Linked DNA regions of Mus musculus: region 2 is linked to region 1. A link is a contact called in public Micro-C data. All regions are on one chromosome and are shown on one strand. The core of a region is the stretch at or near the end of the contact, and the rest is flanking DNA. Distances in the headings are between cores, read along the strand shown.

Region 1 (7,146 bases), core at 2,408-4,907:
AAGGACAGAGGAAGCCCCAGTCCATCACCTTCCTATACCACGGTCTCCCGAGGTCTTGGCAATGGTGAAGGGTGGAACCACGGGGTTTTCCCAGAGAAAGCCCAAGGCTTTAGACAGCACTGAGTTACATCCCCAATTTGATCGTGGCAGATTTTCTAAGTCCTTGGACCAGGCCTAGAACATAGAATCCAGAACTGGTTTGAGGCAGTCACCACCACATGTTGGATGGGACTATTACTGCCACCCTCTCAGGTCTCCCCTGAAATAATTCCACTTTCAAAGAAAGACATATTTCTGTCATTCAGAAGCCACTAGAACCTATTTTTGGAGTTTTTGAAAAGATCAGAGCTCTAAATATTTTAATTCATCCACATTTCTGACACAGTCTTATTCTTGGTGTTCCTCAGGATGCTGGTCAGGTGAGGAAAACGGCCTATTTGTCTGGAAAACAGAGATTCTCCTTAGTCTCCTGGAGACAGTTTCTTTGATAGTTATACCCACCAAAGATGACAGGAAAATTAAATGGTAATTTGGGAAGCTGGTGACACAGCAGGAGCCCTGCCTAAGTGTGTCATCAGGGAAGGGAGCCCAGGCTCCCCAAAGTGGATTCCTGAGGAACAAGAACAGGTAGAAGCTGATGCTGGACTTATTTACAAGCTGGCTCGAAAGCAGAACAAATCTATTTAAATTCCTGAAAAGTAGTCACTGACGTCTGCCAGAGTCACACTTGCGACTGGCACTGACTGGCCTTTGTCTGGATGCCTCCCCCGGCACATTCATAGCTGCTGCCCTGCACTAGAGTGACACAGTCCCTTGTCCTCCTCCCCAGGTGTCTCCTGACAGCCGTTCTTATAGTCATTTGGTTGTGATTGTTCCCCAGGCGCCTCCAGAGTCAGCAACCAGTAAGCCTGAGGAACCCTGCACCCCAAAAGTCACACTGGTCCTCTTCCAACATCACAGGGGCTGATGCCAGGGCAATGGACTCCCCCTGTGTATCTATCTCACTCCTAACAGCATGCAGCTTTCCCAGGGAACCCAGAAAAACATCACCCCACCCCCACCCCCTTTCTGGAAGCAAAAGCCAGAGAACAGTGCTACACTTCCATGGCAGAAGTAAATCCACAATGAACATAGCCTTGGAAAAGTAAAGTCAGCTGGGCCTTGGGGGCATGGGCTTGTAATTCTAGCTCCTGCAGAGGTAGAGGCAGGAGGATCGTAACCGCAAAGTCCGTCTGTGTTACAAAGTTTCTTCAAGGCAGGCCTAGGCAAATTAGTGAAACCCTGTCAAAAGGGGACTAGATACAAAGCCCAGCGGAAGAGCACCTGGCTAGACCTGAGGGAGACCTAAGTTCAATATGTAATACCCCTCCACCCCCACCCCCTCCCCAGGGCAGAGGGGCAGAGACCTCTTGGCGTGTTCAGGGGCTGAAGCGCTACAAAGCTCTACACTGAACACTTCTCCAGACATTTTTCCTAGGTGTAAAAGGAGGGTGTGGCTGCACTGGATATTCTGTTCTTCAGTTTTGATTTTATTTCTTTCAACTGATACATAATAGCTGTGGTGCGTGTGAGTTTCATATGTGTGTATACAGCAGGCAAAGATGATAGCCAGGTAATTGGCATATCCATCACCTCACACACTATCATTTCTTTGTGTTGGGAACAGTCAAAATCTTCCCTACTATTTTGAAGCACACAATTAATTGTTGTCAATCACAGCTACTCTACGGTGCAGGGAACATTAAAGTTATTCTTCCCACAGAACTATTCCCTGTTCCTTCTGCTTCTAATTCCTATGGCATCAGAGAAAGTCCACATAATTAAAGCCTTCAACCTACTCAGGAAAACCTCAGGCTCCTGTGGCCTCCGCTGAGACTGCTTCCTGACACGGGATGTGTAGGTTCTACTTCTCGTCTGCTGCTAACTGGCTGTGGGATGCACCCTTCTCAACAGAACTCTAACCTGAGAGTTCCTGAAGGGTGTGGCTCCTCTCCCTCTCTCCTGCCCTCCTTCTCCGATGCTTCTCTCCACCTCTGCCTTCGTCACGGGAGTCACATGGCCTCAGTTTGAGGACTGCTCCGTTGCTGTTGCTCTTAGCTTTTCTAGGGAAGCTCCTTTATATGTAGGACATCCTTTAACTGCATGGAGCTGCTGAACCTTACACAGGAGATCCATGCACGCACTTAGCAATGTTTTTACCTTTTATATAGTCCAGGCCATCTAGCAGGTGATGAAAGGCACCGGCCTCTGGCTCCCCCTGATCGGTGCCACTTCCAGGTTGCTGAGCGCCACACCTGCTCTGGCTTCCTCCTCTGGCATCCCTCACATTCGTGCTCTTTCATTCTCTGGGTACCAGGCTGCTTGTGGCCTCCCAAGTACAAGTAAATGCTCTCACCTTAGTGTCTACTCTAGGCAGCTACCCTCTACTTAAAGCAGCTGCCTTCCCCATCCTTAATGCAAGCTCTGTTCATTCTACACAATGCTGCCCCTCCAGGCTGTCTCCTTTTCTCCACGCTCCATGTATAAAGTAGATAGAGTCTGTCTTTATATGCATCACACACACTCTTAAGTGGATGGCAACAGCAGGTGTATAGCAAATGCCTCAGAAAGAAAGGGAGGGAGGGAGGGAGGGAGCAGGGTATGGTAGCACAAGCCTTTAATTTCAGCACTCAAGAGGCAGAGGCAGGCAATCTCTGTGAGTCTATAGTCTACATAGTGCCTGGTCTACATACATAGTAAGCTACAGGACACCAGGGCTACACAGTGAGTGAGACCCGTCCCAAAAACAAAAACAAATAATAAAAAGGAAGAATGCTAACTAGCTCTATGAAGTATACAGACCAGTTACCAAAACCCTCTTTTTTTTGCTAAGTGCTCTTTATTCAGAATGGTGACGTCACTTAAAAGTGTCAAGCAGGAATAGTAAGGGATCCAAGGCACACACACACACACACACACGCACACGCACGCATGCACGCACACATGCATCAGCCAGTTCCTGATATCTGTTGACTTTTGTCGTCTGCAGAAGCAAAAGAGAACTGAGAATTCAAACACTGAAAGTCTGGTAGCTGTTTCTGAGTGAGAATAAGTCGCTGTCTTCTCAGACTGGGCACTCTGCAGGGCAGTCCTGCCATCGGCCCCTATCTCTGCATCTGGCTGGACTCAGAGCCAAGGCAACCAAGCACTAAATTAACACTCCCACAGCTGCAAAGGTTCAAGGGCTCTGAACAGGGGTGGCCTACCTAACTGAAGGACAGATATGCATGCCCCTTTGTCTCCCATATCAACAGGCTCAACCTCTGCAGTCCCACAAACGACCCTCTGTCTCTGCGGCTGCTGTTGAATGCAGCTGTCCTGGCTCTTCCTGGTGATCACTCCTCTAAAAATAGCTCTGATGCTGTCGCAGGGAAACTTGAGCAGGTCCTGAAAGCGGATCCCCTTTTAGTCTGAGCTGCTTCGACTTTAAAAAACAGGCAGCTATGAACATACCTTCATGTGTCTGCATGATGCTCAAGTAGTCATGTAGCTCACAGCAAAACACAAAAGATAAGACAACACACACAAAGCCATGCAAATGACAGAGCCGCAGCACCAGGTCTGCCATGTCAGACTGTCGTGTTTGAGCCCAGACTGAGAAACCTGACTGTAAGAGCAGATGCCATGAAGATCCCGGGGACACATCCTGCCAGTCCAGACTTCTGACTGCTTGGGGGAGGGTTAGGGCAGGTGGTAAAGAAATTGATTACATAGAAAGACTTGTAAATATGGGGTACTGGGTTCTTAAAAGTCCTACTAAAATTTGCACCTATTAGCTTCAACAGGACACCAAGATTGTCTGAGTGTGGGGAGTTATCACCAGAGATACAGTCATTTGAACGACAGAGCGGACTTTATACACTACTGCATCTTTAACAATAATTTCTTAACAAGACAAAAGGATTTGCACTTATTGCCAACAGCTTGCTGGCAGCCAACACCAGGCAGGATGAGCTGCCTGGCAAGAGTCAAGCCAGCTCCCCTCCCCACCCCCACCCATCAGAAAGGGCCACTTCTAGATCTAGACTAACTTCAAAACAGATAAATATTTAAATTTGATGTTTGTTAAGAAATTGGGATGGAGAATCCAAGAATGACTCTTATTAAATAGATCTATAATGTAGATTTGCCTTCCGTTCATGATCACAGAAACTTAGGTGCTTCTATGACTTTTCTGACTCTCACAAATATGATACTAAACAAATCACACATTTGTATTTCAACCCCCCCCCTCGGCAATCGTATGTGTGTGTGTGTGTGTGTGTGTGTGTGTGTGTGTGTGTGTGTGTTTTAAGAAGAGTGTGAGAAAAGGGGCCTGGGAGACCTAAGCCTTTGTAAAATGTCAGTCACCCCAGATCTCTCAAGGACACAAAAATTCCCACAGGTGCCTAGAACTCTTTACACAAGATAGCACAGTATATGCACACATGCACCAGCTAATCTCTGGGTTACCAAACACAATGCAGATGCTATATAAACTGTTACAATACTGTACTGTTTAAGAAGTAATGATAAAGGGCATGTATAATATGTTCAGGATAAATTCTATTTCAAGGGCTGGAGAGATGGCTCAGTGGTTAAGAGCACTGACTGCTCTTCCAGAGGTCCTGAGTTCAATTCCCAGCAACCACATGGTGGCTCACAACCATCTGTGAGGGAATCCTATGCTCTCTTCTGGTGTGTCTGAAGACAACTACAGTGCACTCATATACATAAAATAAATAAATATATCCTTTTAAAAAATTCTATTTTTTCCCCCAAGTAAATATCCTTGGTTTTGTGGATGTTCAAGCGTGAGGGTGTAGAACCCAAAGATACCCAATCAGGAACCACACCATCATTTTCATGAATTCTTACAGAGGCGGAGCTCAGCAGCTTCCTGAGGAGTCTCCCTTCCTCTTCTTCTGCTCTAAAGAATCTGCTTCATCCCCATGAGGGGAGCTGAGGAGAAGGCGCACGGGCGGGCGGGCGGGCGGGCGGGCGGGCACACACGCGCGCGCACACACAAACACACACACACACACACACACACACACACACACACACACACACCAATCCAGCTCTGTCTCCTGTGTAAAATATACAGCATTTTCTCTAAATTAAACTCTATTCATGTTTAAAGCTAAGCCATACAGCTTAGATGGGAAAGATGGCTTACAGTGTTCCGGAGTGTGGATTAAAAGACCCCTATTTAATGGCATCTGCAGATTACATAAGATTAAATTTTTAGTACCCAGAAATAAAACTTTAGTGGACACAACAAACTTGAGTGTGCATGTATGTGTGTGTGTGTGCTAATTTTATACTATATATTTACTATTTTACTCTTTATAGAAAAAGCCTACAGACGCCTACAGTGAGGGGGGAAAAAGAGGCTAGTTCTTGGAGACAGAAATTGATTTTAGATGAACTTTAAACATAACAACTGAAACAAAGCAAACAACCCATTTGCCACCGTGAGGCCCCTAGTCTGGGCTGCTCGGAGAATGCATTATTCAGTGACTGCACTACCAGAATTCCCAGAAAATAGTCCCCATGGAATGCTAATTTCATTACTATTAAATTTCATAATCATGACTTGGAATCCATCTCCTTTCAGCTAACCCAACCCTCCCTCCACCTCCGCACATACAAATTCAAACTGTTTTTGCTTCGACTGTCTCTCTCCTCCCTGCTGTTATGAATGGAACAATCTGGGGGCTCCTTAGATCATCTGTGTAAATCTACACCAGTGTTTAAGTGGAAATAATTCTGGTTGTTCAAATCAAAGCATGCAGACTGTTTTCAGGGCTGAGGGGAGTATGGAATCAATTACGGTGGGTGTGTGAGTAAGTCTGCCCACTAGCTAAGGCTAGACAGAGCGTGAGCCCCTTGAGGAAGTCGGATCAGAAGAAGGTGTGGGCATGCTCACGCTCGCTCGCTGATTTTGTTGCTCTGTCCTTTGGGTGCCGCGCTTAACACTGCTTGCAGCTTTTCCTGTAGCTCCCTAGTTGCTTGACTTTTGCCTCATTGCCTCATTCTGGTGTGTGTGTGTGTGTGTGTGTGTGTGTGTGTGTGTGTGTGTTTAAGTGAGACAGGTGGACCTTTCTCAAGCTCGTCCCCACCCTAGTTTTTGGGACAGTACCTCAAGGAGTTCTCCAACCTGGCTAACAGGGCTGGTCAGGCCCCAAACATCCTGTTTCTGCTTTCCCTGTGCCAGGATGACAAACCCACAAACCTGGATCTGGCTTTTAGGAGGGTTCTGGGAATGGCTCTCACACCTGCACGCAGCGTCTCACCCTTGAGCGAGCTCCTCAATCCCAACATACATGTTTTGGATGTATTTTGCATGTATTCTGCATGTATTCTGCATGTTCACAATGAGATTACCCAAACCATCCCAATCCCACTGCCAACCAAACCTTTAAGGAGTGCTATCTTTTAAGCCATCTAGGATCACTTAGGAATAATCCTATAGTAATCACTGATCAGCAGAAAACCAGCTCACCTTTTGCCGATACACATAACCCTTGGGTGCAGCACACTGGCATGAGAAAGAGAGAAAAGACTGCCAGACCCTGTCAGTATTCAAGACCACAGCACTTCTAGAAGATCCAAATGGACAATGAGAAATTGTATTTATTCTCCTGCTTATAAATGACAGAACTACTCGTCCTAAGATGGTTGTGAATCTTCTAGACTTAGCTGAGGATACCTCCTTGCTCTGTTTTCAGCAGGCCCACCATGCTGGCTGAAAGAATGGCAGTATTTCCAGTCTGCAGTGGGAAGGGCTGCTAGGAGGGCTGAGGACACCTGGTGAGCGAGCACACTGCTCTCCTGAGGCCGGTGGCACACCTCTTACCACACATGCCTACACTGATGGTCAAGCTGCCCAGCAACTGGGAGAACCGATGAGCAGATCACAAAAGGCACCCGTTTCAAATAACCAGTGACCTACCTAGCTTGGCCTGGAAAAAAAAAAAAAAAGAGACACCCAGAAACCTGAAGGTCAGTTATCTCCTACAACTCTGAGGAGGAAGTGCATGCAGAAAGCACTGGAGGCCAAAAGGCAGCTGGGATCTGAAGGGGAAGCTAGGGTGCAAGCAGAGGGGCTCAGCTTGTAGAGAA
Region 2 (7,089 bases), core at 4,570-7,069, 34 kb after region 1:
TCTCTCAGGACTTGGTCAAAACAAACAGATGGATGAGCCCCTGAGGTGACTACACAATGACCATAGACTACTGGATTACTCTATTTAAAAACTATAAGGATAAATCACAAGGCTACAGTAGTAGGAAGGATCCACTGAAACCGATGACTGGACATTAAAACTCATCCATTCCACAAAGAACCTTACCATCAGAAACACCAAATGCTTGGAAGGGCTCCACATTATTAAACTGCTACAGAGACAGAGATGGGGGAAGGAGGCACAGAGAAAGAGACTGAAAGAACATGGAGGACATCACATTTTTAAAAAGTGAGAAGAAAAATTTCTTCAAGTGTTTTCTAAACACCGCATTAAAATAAGTTATGAGGAGACAAGGTGCCATTATTCTCAGAGCAATAATATTTAAAGAAGTCATGAGAACCATGATGGGGAGCTAAGAGCCCCTTGATCTGAGTCTCTGACCACAGTAGCCCAAGCTGCTGAAATATACGGATTCCAGAAAACCTACCGAACTCACTAAGCCTGGCTCAAAAACCACTGCTTCCACTCTGTAAAAACCCGTCCTGCAGGAAGCTCCAGAAAGCACCCGGCCTGGGCAGCACACAACCTGCCCTCATCTGTGAAGGCGGACCACGGTGTTCTCCTGCACACTGACGCTGGACTGATGCCTCTACCAATAAAAACACTGCAGCAGAGCCACACGGAAGACTTGCTACAACCATCTGATGTCACAAACACGGGTAAGAGCATCAACCTTCTCTGGAACATCAGTTTAATATTTCAACATTTAAATGCCACCCCATAAGGTCCCCAAGAGACACAAGCTTAGTTCACCCACTAGGATGCTATCTTTTAACTTAACCATCAGACATAGAAAAGGTTGGGGGTGAGCTGGAAATTTCATTTACAAATTGATGGGAAGCTGACAAGATGGCTCAGCAGATTAAGAAAGGTACTTTGTCACCATGCCTGAAGACAGGAGTTCAATTCCTGCGAACCAGGTGAAGAAAAGAACTCCCACAAGTTGTCCTCTGACCCCATATGTGAATGCACACATATACACCGAATAAATAAATGTAATTAAGAAGGCACTCTGGAAGCATCTATGAAAAGAATGCCTATCCTGTCCTGAGAGAGGCCCCATCGAGGAAGGGCTGTCATAGGAAACACACTAACTATTAAATCAGCCCACCGTGCTCTCCAGCAGAAAAGGCAAGACATCCATCCAAAAATAACAGCCCTCCCTTTCCTGAAGCCCGTGCCTGCACCCCGCCTTGGCAAAGGTGTAGAGTCCTTATGCAAGCTGATTTGGCCTCAGTCCCTGAACTCAGCCGTGGGGACTCTACAAAGCACAGCTGAGCACTTCACAATGAGAAAGAGCCAAGAACTGTGCTTGCTAAATGACCGTGACACCCTTGTTGTGGCTCTGCATATCCTACAAAGGGTGGAAGGAAGGAAGAAGTCCTGGTGGTCAGCACTTCAGTGGCTCTGTGTTTGGGGAGCGAGTTTTCTGCTACAACCTGGGGAGTTTCCATGTCCCAGCTCGGGTTTCCACCGTACAGCCTACATTACTGTGGCACATATGTCACAACTAAGGAGTCAACATGAGCACATTACTCTCAGCTGAATGCACAAGTTATTGATGTGCACTTTTTTTTTCTGTCTAAGGCTCCCTTTCTGTTCCAGGATCATGTTTCCTGTGTAGTCACCCTGTCTCCCAGCCTCCTCTAGTCTGCACAAGTTTTTCAGACATTCCTTGCTTCTGATGACCTAAGCGGCTGTGAGGAGTGCCAGTTCAGGGTTTTGGAGACAATCCTCATGGAGGACAAAGCCACTGTTTTGAGTTTTTCCCCATGGTTAAGACGAGCTTATGGGTTTCAGCAGGAAGACCACCTTTTGGCTTGGAATTTACATGCCCCCACTACTCCAAAGACCCCCCCCCATACTAACGGGTCAGTCCATAGCTTGTGGCTGGGAGATAATGGAGGAGGGGCCTACTAGAAGGAAGTTAGGTAATGGGGGAGGGGTGCCAGGCCCCCTGCTAACACGTGCTCCTGCCAAGGTGTAGGTACCTGGTGTAGGTACCCAACTGCCACATTCCTAAAGTAGCCAGAGGGCTACGAATGGGAACTGCAGACCCAAGTCATCCTTTAGTTAGTATTTACCTGAGGTATCGGTTCCACAGAGGTAGGAGACTGACTACACAACTGCCATGGGGATGCTGGGAATTGAACCTGAGTCCTCTGGAAGAGCAGCCTGTGCTCTTCATCACTGGCTGAGCCATCCCTCCAGTCGCAGATGAGGCGCTTCGATTGACAACTAGTATTTGTCAAGTTTGCTCACAATAAACATCATTGGACAGCCTGGTTTTTTCGTGTCAACTTGACATATAAAGTCATCAGAGAGACAGGATCCTCAGTTAAGGAAATGTCTCCAAGAAGAGCTGTAAGTCATTTTCTCAATTAGTGATCAGTGAAGGAGGGCCCAGCCCATTGTGGGTGGTGCCATCTCTGGGCTGCTGGTTCAGGGTTTTATAAGAAAGCAGGCTGAGCTAGCCACCATGAGCAAGCTAGTAAAAGCAGCACCCCTCCATGTTCTCTGCATCCGCTCCTGCCTCCGTGTTCCTGCCCTCTTTGAGTTCCTGTCCTGATTTCCTTCTATAATTGGGAAGTGTAAGCTGAATAAACCTTTTCCTCCCCGACTTACTTTTTGGTCACAGTGTTTCCTCACAGCAATAGAGACCCTGACTAAGACGATCCTTTAGGACCCCTCCTCGACAGTCCACTCTTTCCAAGAAGTTCTTAGGGAAGAACTGTTTCCACCACTTATGTGGGATTGTGTGTATGAGAAATGGACCTCAACTGTCTCCATCAGCTCCTGCTCACAGACACTCGGTTTGTATGTTGTTTATAATGCAGTGACATCCCTTAGCTCATTGGGGCAATTTCAGGTTGACTCCGGTGTCCTGAAACTCCTCTACCATTCCGCATGGTCAACACACCTGGACTTTCTGCTTCCCCAGAATGCTAAGGGTTGAATTACAACTTCCTAAAATCCCCCCCCCCCGAAGTCCTAGGTCCCTAGTATGTCACAATGTGACTGTATTTCAAGTGTGTGTCATTGGAGAAGTTAAAGTCACCCTGGAATAAGGAGAGTTTTTAGTCAGGTAGGCTTAGCCTCCTCCTAAGACGGAGGTAGAGACAGTCCTGTGAAATATAAGCCAAGGAATATCACAGATAACCAGCAAGCCACTAGAACGGGGGAGAGGCTGGGCCAGATCCTCTCCCACAGCTCCCAGAAGAAACCAACCCTGCTAACACCTTGGGCTCATGGGGTGAGAGGCAATTCCTGATGCTGTCTGACTCACTCAGCTGTGGCACTTTGTCAGGGTGGCCTATGTAAATTAATACAATGGCTAACTCACCTGGCTCTTCGAATTTTAGTTAAAAACAGTATTTAGGACAAAAAAAAGAGAGAGAAAACAGGTGTAGGGGAACATTCTAACAAAATCTTGGAAAACAGGCGCAAGCCAACAGACTGCAATGTTTAGCATTCTGTTTGGATGGGAACAAGGTTTGGGGCAGTGTTTTCAGACTCCTGGATTTCCTCACAGAGCTTCCAGCCACCTGCAGCTTAGGCCAGGGCTGCTGCCAAGCACACCTGCAAGGGACAGCATTAGCTGCCCTTCTTGTATAATCACTGTCTTCTCTCACATGCCAAACACCAGCTCTGTGGAAGCCAAACACTACCCAGGTGCCCTTCACAGTGGCTCCACATGGGGCTGACAAGGACCCCTTGAGTCACAGTAGACCTGGCCAGATCAGGTTAACTCAGCATTTTGGTATCTGTTTATGGCTGGCTGTTCCACTTCCGGCCTCCTGGAATTACATCACCAAGTGGCCTGGTACAGAGAAATTCTTCACCAGTTTCGGTGTGAGCTCTCACACCATAGGCTGGCTTCTCAAGCAAACCCTTTCCAAGGCATGGAGAGAGCACCGTGCTCTCTGGATTCAAATCATGAAGATGTGGGCTGGAATCGCCTCACTAGTGATCTGATGGACTTGACATCTAAGCACCTTGATATGGAAGGAGCTGGTTAACTGCAAGGGACAGAACTGGATCTGAAGTGGTCATCTGGAAATCATTTACTGTAAAAGCCCTAGTTCATCTGCATTTTCATGCCCGTGCTAAGACTCTAGAGAAGTCATTAGGTTACAGCCAGCTCACAATACCTCTGGCCTGTGTGTATTCTACTTGCTACCCCCAGAGTTCTATTATAATCCTTCAAATTATTAAATAATTGCAGTGTTTCCCTGGGGGTCACATTTGGCAACAAGGCACTGGCCTAAATGAACCAATGACACGACCCAGTGAATAACACTTACATTTTTAACTTGCTAGAAGCAAACGGGTGTGACATACTTCTAAGGGAGAAACTAGAGAAACTAGTGGGGTGGGCTTGGAAACTGAATATCGACAGTATTGCAATAATTAGTGCCAGGCTCCCCACCAACCCCATAAAAAAGCAACTCTCTAACCCCAATCCCAGCTTCTATTTCAGGAATGGCTACCATCACAAGAAGAGAGGCAGGCATATGGCTCTCCCCTTCTGGACATTCCTACAATGTAGGCTAGGCTGCTCTGGAAAATCCCATCTCTTCCTCCTACAGCTATATGACCTCGAGTTGTCATTTCAAATAAAGTATGCTTCCACTGATTTTTATGAACACAGACAAAAGCAGCTACAACCTTCCTTCCCCCAGCCCCCCAAAAATACCCTTGCGAACCAACTGTAGTTGCTATGTAGGGTTATTTGTTTCTAAGGCAACAGCTTATGTCTAAGTACTAATGGCCTGTCCTTTTGCCAGGCAACAAACAGCCTTGTGATGCAAGTGCACCTGTCTCAGCTACGCGTTACTATGGAGACACTCCAGTTACTATGGCTACCATCACGCTAATCGCCTAGCAAAGGCAGACATACAGCAGTCTTCTCATAGAGCCCAGCTGCTTCTCCCGTCTCTTGCCGGAGACTGATTGTCTAGGGTCTGTGATGGAACGCACAAGAACTTCATTAATGCCACGTTGGAAGGCTCACTCTGTGTGCCCTCCTGCAGAATAAACATCAGAACAGAAAAATCTGCAAGTGGACTGTAAAATTCCCCAGCCTTCTGACACCGGGCCATTCCCAATTAACATAAATGTCTACTCCACTGGCAGTTTCTCTTAACCAGTTAACAAAGGAAATGCTGCTACATGCCTTCTAGAACTTCTTGGTAGGGGACTGGAAAGATGGTTTAGTGATCTAAGAGCACCGGCTGCTCCTCCAGAGGATCCAGGTTCAATTCCTAGCACTGACACAGTGGCTCAAATCGCCTGTAATTCCAGTTCCAGGGGATGCAATGCCCTCTTCTGGCCTCCACAGTCACCAAGCATTCAAATGCTACACAGACATAAATGAAAGTGAAACAGCTGTACACTTAAATAAAGTAATTTTCAAACTTTCTTAGTGGGCCTGATGACAAGCACCGTGAAGAGCTAAGACTCCATCCACAGGTTGAAATCCGGCTCTTTGTTCTGTAAGGCCCTTTCTTCTAACTTAGCACTGACATGCTTTTTAAACTGTGACAATCTACCTAACACCCCTCCCATTGTATATTTGTAAAAATGCACTCATGACCTCAGTCTCATGACAGCCAGACACGTGAGGAGGGAAAGTGGCCATGGTTCTCAAGACAAACACTTAGTAACCACAACAAACCCATCACTCAGGAGCCTGTCGACATGGAAACCGGATGACAACAACCGAGCCTGCCTTCTTTCCACATCTCTAGAGGCAGGCCATGGGAAGGTGGAATCACCTGTGTGCCTCACCGCTCTTATTCCAACAAAGCGTGACCCGCAGAGATAGAAAAGCTGTCCACTTTCCTCTGTAACCGATTCTACCCAGGAAGACGCTATTTACCTACCAGGAGCCCTTCCGGAGCCACACCCGCTCAGTCGGAGCTACAGAAGCGGTAAGCTTCCCAGGAAATGCATAGCCAATGGATGTGCCTCCTCATCAGACTTAATTCTTTTTCCCATTAGTCTGTAGTTATTTTTAAAACATTCATACGGCCTACTAAATTAGTTTTAGAGACTGTCTCTGCTAAAATAACAAAATTCCAGGAGACTTTAAGAAAACAAAAACCCCCGATAGTGCGAGTCACTTACCTTTGATAAGCCTGAGGAGTAGGAGGTGGGTGGTAAGGTGTCTTTTTCAGAGCCTGAATTAGATTTTGTCTATACTCTGGGTCGATGCACCACAATGACCCTTTCCCAATACTCTGCAAAGAAAAATTAAAATGAAAACATATTAATACAGTACAGAGAATTTTGTGGTAGGCAAATACAGGGCTATATTGTAGTTATTCTCCAAAGTTTCCTGTTCATTTGCTAATGATTTCTCAGGCTGACAACAGGACACCATTAAATGCTCTCTGCTCCTCTTTGCCCCGAGTAGATGAGGTCAGATGAACATGTAGCTACCAGATTATGTTGATGCAATAACATGACTGTCAAATCTGAACTACCCCCAACCCAAAATCCCTTATTTCTCAGTATGAATCTGGAGGAATATTCAGACTCGTCCAGAAGTCTCTAACTTGGCTGACGTTCATGGGCGCTGAGAAGACCTTTCGAAGCTCCATCTCTGCTCTAAAAACCCCAGCTGTTTTAAACCACATTATCTTGGCACGATCTTACAAAAATGGAAACGTAATCCACTCATTGTTTTTGGTATCCCGTCCCCCTTGCTCACAAAAGAACATTTATGCTTGGAATGGAATTTATAATTACCTTCCCCTCAGAAACAAAAGACCTGGCAACAATAGCAAACCTAAGCCAGAATTCAAAGTATTTTTTATTTTTATGGGGGGGGGGTGTCCTTCAGTTCACAGCAATCTGCTCTTGTCTCTAGGAATCTTTAGAAGAGGTCACACTTTAAAAGTGTAAATTGGCTAAAACTGTTCCCTGGGGGGAAGGGGGCAGCTTTCCCTGAAGGCCACTTTTGGGCTGGCTGGAGGCAATTGGTCTGAGATCAGCTTTAACAGT

What was found. A called contact is a pair of places that touch in the nucleus more often than the background predicts.
Region 2: a contact with region 1 is called in a Micro-C map of muscle stem cells, with 2.3 times the contacts expected there. The contact joins the promoter of 3300002A11Rik here to the enhancer-like site in region 1. A contact is called at or near these places in 1 of 39 promoter capture datasets (cranial neural crest), 2 of 15 datasets of contacts at CTCF or cohesin (CD8 T cells and the NIH/3T3 cell line), 8 of 484 Hi-C or Micro-C datasets (cerebellar granule neurons, double positive thymocytes, embryonic stem cells and 4 more), 9 of 115 datasets of contacts at active chromatin or transcription factors (embryonic fibroblasts, embryonic stem cells, epiblast stem cells and 2 more) and 1 of 9 other capture datasets (pancreatic islet).

What each region holds. Positions count from the first base shown.
Region 1 is chr12:99,303,029-99,310,174 of GRCm38.p6, forward strand. The region is part of intron 3 of Foxn3 (forkhead box N3); the gene reads right to left. Gm46371 (a long non-coding RNA gene) reads right to left here. Exons shown (of 2, transcript XR_001780668.2): 2 at 6,064-6,986. Among named protein-coding and RNA genes, the nearest start is that of Gm46371, 24 kb to the right of the region's middle. Within about 2 kb of position 3,658, at least 73 of the 459 cell types and tissues checked have an H3K27ac peak or open chromatin away from gene starts, as enhancers often do. A contact at or near this core is called in cerebellar granule neurons, double positive thymocytes, heart atrium and 4 more, where this site is marked.
Region 2 is chr12:99,335,212-99,342,300 of GRCm38.p6, forward strand. It overlaps 3300002A11Rik (RIKEN cDNA 3300002A11 gene), which reads left to right and starts at 5,820. Exons shown (of 3, transcript NR_166805.1): 1 at 5,820-6,014. Foxn3 (forkhead box N3) reads right to left here. Exons shown (of 6, transcript NM_183186.2): 3 at 6,211-6,323. RefSeq lists an enhancer at 3,409-6,060.